2 separate regions of the Mus musculus genome follow, and region 1 is linked to region 2. A link is a contact called in public promoter capture Hi-C data. All regions are on one chromosome and are shown on one strand. Each heading gives the region's core, a stretch centred on a gene start, on an enhancer-like site or on the middle of the called end of the contact. The rest is flanking DNA. Distances are from core to core; before and after follow the strand shown.

Evidence for each region. Promoter capture Hi-C pulls out the DNA fragments that hold promoters and counts their contacts.
Region 1: a promoter capture Hi-C map of cranial neural crest shows a contact between it and region 2. The contact joins the promoter of Prdx4 here to the promoter of Spin2c in region 2.

The regions. Positions count from the first base shown.
Region 1 is chrX:155,336,438-155,339,850 of GRCm38.p6, reverse strand. Prdx4 (peroxiredoxin 4) reads left to right here and starts at 1,391. Exons shown (of 7, transcript NM_016764.5): 1 at 1,391-1,738. The coding sequence starts at 1,489.
Region 2 is chrX:153,830,661-153,833,838 of GRCm38.p6, reverse strand. Spin2c (spindlin family, member 2C) reads right to left here and starts at 1,546. Exons shown (of 2, transcript NM_001005370.1): 1 at 1,291-1,546; 2 at 1-648. The coding sequence starts at 646.

The DNA.
Region 1 (3,413 bases), core at 142-2,641, 1.5 Mb before region 2:
AGATGGGATTAGGGAGCTCGAAAGATGACTCAGAAGTTAAGAGCACTGGACGCTCTTCCAGAGGACAAAGGTTTGATTTCCAGCACCCTCGTGGCAGCTCTCAATTGTCTGTAACTTCTGTTCCAGGGGATCTTTCAATGTCCTCCCCTGGCTTTTATGAATAGCAGGCACACAAGCAGTGAACAGACATATAGACAAAAAAAATTTAAATAGTAATTTTTCAAAACAGGATGAACAGGGTGTAAATCAGTTATGGTTTGGAGTTCATGAAGGCAGCACTAGGGCTGAGGGAGCAGACAGGTGACGTCACAATTCAGTCTGACAAGCTAAAGTGGGACTGAGCCCCTAGGCGCTGGGGCAATAACTCAAGGGCGGCTGGGCATGCCCTAGTGTATCATAGGTAGGAGAGGCAAGGCAGCAGAGGAAGAGGGCTCGATGGGTAATGGGTAGTTATGCTGTGCTATGAGGGGTGACTACGAACTTTACAGCTCTTGACTGGAAAAGCAAATCTTTGAAGCAAAATTAATTCCCCCAAACTTCTTTTTGCCTGTTGGAGGAAAATAAATGGTTAGCTATTTGCTCTCAAGTTTTTCTGGGACTGAAAAGAGCTGAAAAGATGAGTCCTGGCACTGTACAGGCAAATCACTCCGGAGGTTCAGGGGACACATACATGTCTGTTAAGTTCAGCAATTTTGTAGTGTCCATGGCCTAACCCACCCACCCCCTGCCCCCAGCCTCCTAAACCTAGAGTAATCAACAGGCCAAATATAGTCAACCAGTATATTTCAAAATAACTGTTTTGGGTGTTTCCCCATAAAAAGGTAAATGAGTTGGTGACTACATTCCATGTTATATTCATTCAGATGGTGCCCTGTAAGTGCATACAAGTATGATCTGTCAAAAACAAAAACAAAATGAGATGCATGAAAGTGACCTTAATTAGAAGTATAAATTGTGGTGGCACACGCCTTTAATCCCCAGCACTCAGGGAGGCAGGGATAAGTAGATCTCTGCTTGGTCTACAGAGCAAGTTCCAGGGCAGCCAGGGCTACACAGAGAAACCCTGTCTCAAAATAACCACGAAAAGTCTACATTTTAAGTCCTTCACAGGCACATAGGTTAGTGTGAACTTGTGAGGGGATGATGTGAGGGGTAGGGAAGCTCTGTTACAGAGATGGACTTGGAAGTACACCTTCAAGGACAGGGACAGTCAGTGCTCTGGAGATCAGTCACTAGGCACCCGTGCAAACTTCTTTTGTTAAATTGGGAAAACACTTCAGCTTGGCTCTCCTTTTGACGCAGGCGCAGAAGCCCACTGGGGGGGGCGGAGCTTGCGCCCACGTGGCGGAGGGGCGGAGTGGGGCGGAGCAAGTCTCGCGAGGCCGCGCCCTTGGTCGCGCGGTCTCCAGCGCGCCGTTTTAGCTGGCTGCCTGGCGGCAGGGGACTCTGTGCTTTAGCAGAGGGACGTGTTTTCGCGCTTGCTTGGTCATGGAGGCGCGGTCCAAGCTGCTGGACGGGACCACGGCGTCCCGTCGCTGGACCCGAAAGCTGGTGTTGCTCCTGCCGCCGCTGCTGCTGTTCCTGTTGCGGACCGAATCTCTGCAAGGCTTGGAGAGTGATGAACGGTTCCGGACCCGCGAAAATGAGTGCCACTTCTACGCTGGTGGACAAGTGTACCCCGGGGAGGCGTCCCGGGTTTCAGTCGCGGATCACTCCCTGCATCTAAGCAAAGCCAAGAGTAGGTGGTGCCTTGCGAGTTTGGGTGGAGGAGGTAGAACTCGAGGAATCTTAGACCCTAATTGTGGATGCTACAAAAGGGTGGGGCTGGAGTTGGGCCGCACCCCCCCCCCAAGGCTGCCTGGGAGTTCTCGGTCCACCCCATGCCTTTGTGGGTGTGAGGTTGGAGGTGGGTTCCTGGTGTGAAGAAAGAAATGGGTTTCTCTGAACAGATTTCGGGAGAGGTAGCGGTTACCCCCAAAGCCGCAGATGGGGGTGTTTCTAGACCCGGGCTTACAGTCGTGGAGGATGTTGTGCAAACTAAAATACTTCCTTACATATTCGAAAGTGCCTGCAGCCGTCCTATCTCTTTTTTCCAGGGAAGAAAGTACATTGATAAGTTGAATAATGATTCACAGAAAGTTTGGTTAAACAGAAAAGTGGTTAAACAAAATGGTCAGGAGGTCAAACTTTTTTTCTCTTAGCTTATAAAGATTGTTATTGAGAGTCATCTCCCCAAACTTTGTAGAGTTAATAGATGTTTATTTAAAAAAAAAAAAACAAGTCTTATGGAGTATTTTGGAGGGAAACTGGGGAAGAGGCGGAAGAGGCACAGTTGGGTTGGTGGTAAATCTTGTGTACTGCCAATTGGGCTTTTCATTATTTGTCTTTCTGTCTAGTGTTTGAAGCTAGTGGCCACTCTCAGAAAAAGACACGTCAGACTAAGAAGATAGTGAGAAAATTGAGGCCTGCTGCATCTGGATATTAAGATTGCCAAAAAAGTGATCAGGGGACACAGACACAGACCATATATTATTTGCTTTTCCCTAACCCACTTTTCCTAGGGATTATTTGGCATTCTGTGAGTGTGTGTTTGAGTTTTGGTGGTTGTGGCACATTCTGTGCTAGTATTCAGTGAAACAATAGTTATACTTAACATTTTGGGGTCAATTTTTTGGACATGGGGACTGGACAGATCTGACAAAATGGCTTCAAATTCTGTAGTCCTCCTCCTTCAGCTTGCAGAGTGCTGGATTCCAATTGTGCTCTACCACATCTGGCTACTTCACAGTTATGAACCTCTAAAGATAATGGGATGTTGCTACCACAAGCCATAAATGAAAAAGCCAAGCCGATTTGCCTCCGTAAACATTTGTAGTTTCATAGTACAAGTTAACTACTTTGGAATTGGAAGATAGATTTGCTTTAAAAATATTTCTAAGTTTCATTGACTACACTTGCATGAGGAAGATATTCTGAAATGTGCTTACTCAAATACACTTCCTGTTAGAAACAAAAACATTCCAAAGGAGATTTTTGTATTCATAAAAGGGGATATTGTAGAACAATTAAGGCTATTTTTGAATCATTCTAATAAAATGAAAAATATTATAATACATTTTTCTCAATGCAATGAGTGTTAAAAATGAGAATGCAACCTTATCCATATTTGTGTTTGGGAAAAAATGGTTGTAGTTTGAGAGACAGAACATGTAAATTGTCTTCCTTTACTTCTCTGTATTTACCAGAATTCTTATTATCAGGGTTGGGTTTGTTTGTTTGTTTTTTGTTTTTGTTTTTGTTTTTTGAGACAGGTTTTCTCTGTATAGCCCTGGCTGTCCTGGAACTCACTTTGTAGACCAGGCTGGCCTCGAACTCAGAAATCCACCTGCCTCTGCCTCCTGAGTGCTGGGATC
Region 2 (3,178 bases), core at 297-2,796:
TGGTGTATTCCACATGTTTACCTATCAGGCCATCTACAACTCCTTCTGGCTCCCTGTCTGCTGGAGGAGATGCACTGGACTCTGGCATGATACGGAGGTCACCCTCTTTATAATCATCCAGAAGCTGATACATGTACAAAACGGGATCTCTCTCATAAGTAATGTAAAACCAGGCGTTCATGATAGGCGCTTGAGCCAGGACCATCCCCCTCCATTCATCCTTAGAGCCATGCTCACCCTCAAACATGTGTTCCACTGCTTTGCCAATTATGGTATTAGCAAGGCGCACATCGCTGACTCCAGAGAACGACACCTTATCAGGAAGGATTTTAAGCTTTAAAATCCTTTCATCTCTGTGAAGTTCCAGTCCATAGACACAGTCAATCCCATCATATTTCACCAGGTAGAGAGAGGGGTTGATAGGCACCTGATCCAGCACAGTCCCTTTCCACTGTGTGATCGGCTCATCTCCTTCCTTCCACCCGTGAGAAATTCTACAGCCCACGATGCTCCTACGGGATGAAGATCTGCTCCTCTGCCTCTTCTGAGAAGCTTTTTTCTTCTTGATGGTTGTAGAGCCAATGTGGTGACCTACGCCTTCTCCCATTTGCTCTTTTGCTGCACCTTTTTTGTGAGGGGTCTTCATACCTGTAAGAGGAGGAGAGAATCTAGGGAAAAACATTCTATGCAAATATTAAGGTTATTTTTCTGTGGATTAGGAAGTCCCTGTGCATGATATACATGTGTCCAGTAGCAGTATTCTATATCAAAATGTGTTTAAATGCCTGCCTGCATAAGCCTCTTTCCAGGCTTGTTTGGTTACACAACAGAGTTAGTGAAGAGATCGCTGTGGAAGTTGTAGCGCTTGAGAGCCAAGCAAAGAAACAGCCGGTTCTCTGCTAGTTCCGTAGTCATCCCAGCTGCCCCGCACCACCATCCCTATTTATAACCCCAATACCATATCTCTATATCCCTCCGTGAAATTTCTATGTCTCTTACCCACTCTCCCCCTCCTTTTCATTCCGCCCTCACTGCCCATACCCATGCTTGCTCTGTGCTCACTTCTTCATGTGTCTTCCAAATCATCCCCGTTTCCCTTTGAGCTCAGCACCACGAATCTGTTTCATGCACTGGCCACCTTTGTATAAGATTCCCCGGGTTTCTTGCTCCGTGCCCCGCCCCCCAAATCTCGGTTCCGAGTTTCCCTCAGCTCAAATCTTAGCACTCCCTCCAATTTTCCTGACAAGCAGGAACCCATTCCAATTTTCCAGCACCTAGTCCGATGCTCACCTGCTCACTGTCTGGGTTTGCAGCACTCACGTGCCCAAATCGGACAGAAGACTGTTGCCTCCGCTGCGAGCCTGGAGCGAAGGATGATCAGCCGGCAAGCAGCCAAATGAGCGCCTGTGAGAGCAGAGCCAGGAGTCTAAGGCCAAGCGCCTGTCTAGGAAAGCCGCGGGGCAAAAGAAGGGAGCATCCAGGAAGTCCCCGCTCTGGGCTTTCTCTCACCTTATTCCCGAGTGTCAGAGGCGGCAGTACCTGGGCCACTTAAGAGCTTCCAGCAGTCGCTGCTGCCACTGCAGTCTCCTCCCTCTTTTCCTAGCGTAGCTTCCTGCCCCGCGAGAGGCCGCCCCTTCCTGCCAAACACGGTTCAACAGCCTCCTCTCCTACTCCACACCGTGGTTCTAAGCTGGGGAATGTGGTCTTGTCCTCATCTCTTCTGCCAAATCAGGAGCCAGGAATTCTCCACACACACGCCAACCCTTCCCCCACACAACCCTTCTTGCGCACAGCTCCTAAGGATTCCCTCCTTCAGTTCAGGTTCCCCACCCCCACCTGCAACTCTACACTTTAGTGCCCCCAACAGCATCTGCTTTCCATCCTTCAGGAATTTGCTTTTCCTTTACCCCGTGCCCTCATGGAGTTTTCTTTATGCAAAAACTGCCTTTCCGGTTGTTTTAGGCTAGTGGAGCTAGGATGAAAAAGAAGGGGAAAAAAAACCAACAAAAAAAAAAAATGCTCTCTTCTCTCCTGTTTGTTTGACCCGATTCATAAGTAAGTTTTCTTGATTGCTCATCTTCTTGAGGACGGGAATCCAGCTACAGAATTTTATGCACCATGTGTAAGATTCTTAATCGTACATTAGATCAGCTTCACTTCTTCCCCAAACCCTTTGCCTCATCACAAAATAGTAGTTCTTATGTGCTTTGCTTCTATGCTCCTAAAAGAGCTTGCATTACTTATGCAAACGTGGTTGTTAAAAATAATCTATAAAACAATTTTGGATATTTCTGAATGTAGAGCATGTATGACAATATGAGAAGTAGACAATACCCTCACTTCAGAGTTAACATTCATTTTTTTTTTAGTCACTCTTTTAAAAGTAGAAACAAAGACCACCAATAGGGTGAAAATTTTAATTCTGTAGCACAGACTTCACTCTTATAGTCTTCAATGTATGTGTATATATACATGTGGATATTATGTTTTATGGCAAAGAGTTTCAATCATACTTTATGAAGTAAAGTTCTTCATACTGTATGAAAAACTACTAATGGTTCCCTTCAGTAGCCTAACAGGACATTTCTAAGAGGTAGTCCTTGGGTTTTTGACCTAAGTCCATATTACCCAGTTGATAAGAATATTGGGCTTGTGTAGAAGCTTAGCATGGGTGTTTACCTGCTGACTTGAATTCTGGAGACTCAGATGATGGTGGAAGGAGAGAACTGATTCCCTCAAGCTGTTCTCTGACCTCCACATACATGTACCCCCCCACCAAAATAAAATAATGTAAAAGATATTCTACAGTTTTTAAAAATATTACTCATCTTAGTATCATCTAGCTAGCACAGCTTTCTCTTACTACATTAATCTACTCTCATGAATATTAAAGAATTTTTTTATTTATTTATGAATGATCACACTGCTAGCAAGCCTAAAGGAGAATCATGAGATTCTTAAATTTGACTTTACTTGATTTCTGTTTGTTTGGTGGGTTGGATGATTTTTGTTGTTGTTTTGTTGCTGTTTTTGTTATTGTTGTCTGTGAGACAGACTCTCTATATAGCCCTGTTGTCCTGGAACTTACTGTGTAGACCAGGCTGGCCTAGAACTCACAGAGATCAACCTGTCCCTGCCTCATGAGTATTGGGATTAAAGGCATGCATCACCATACCTG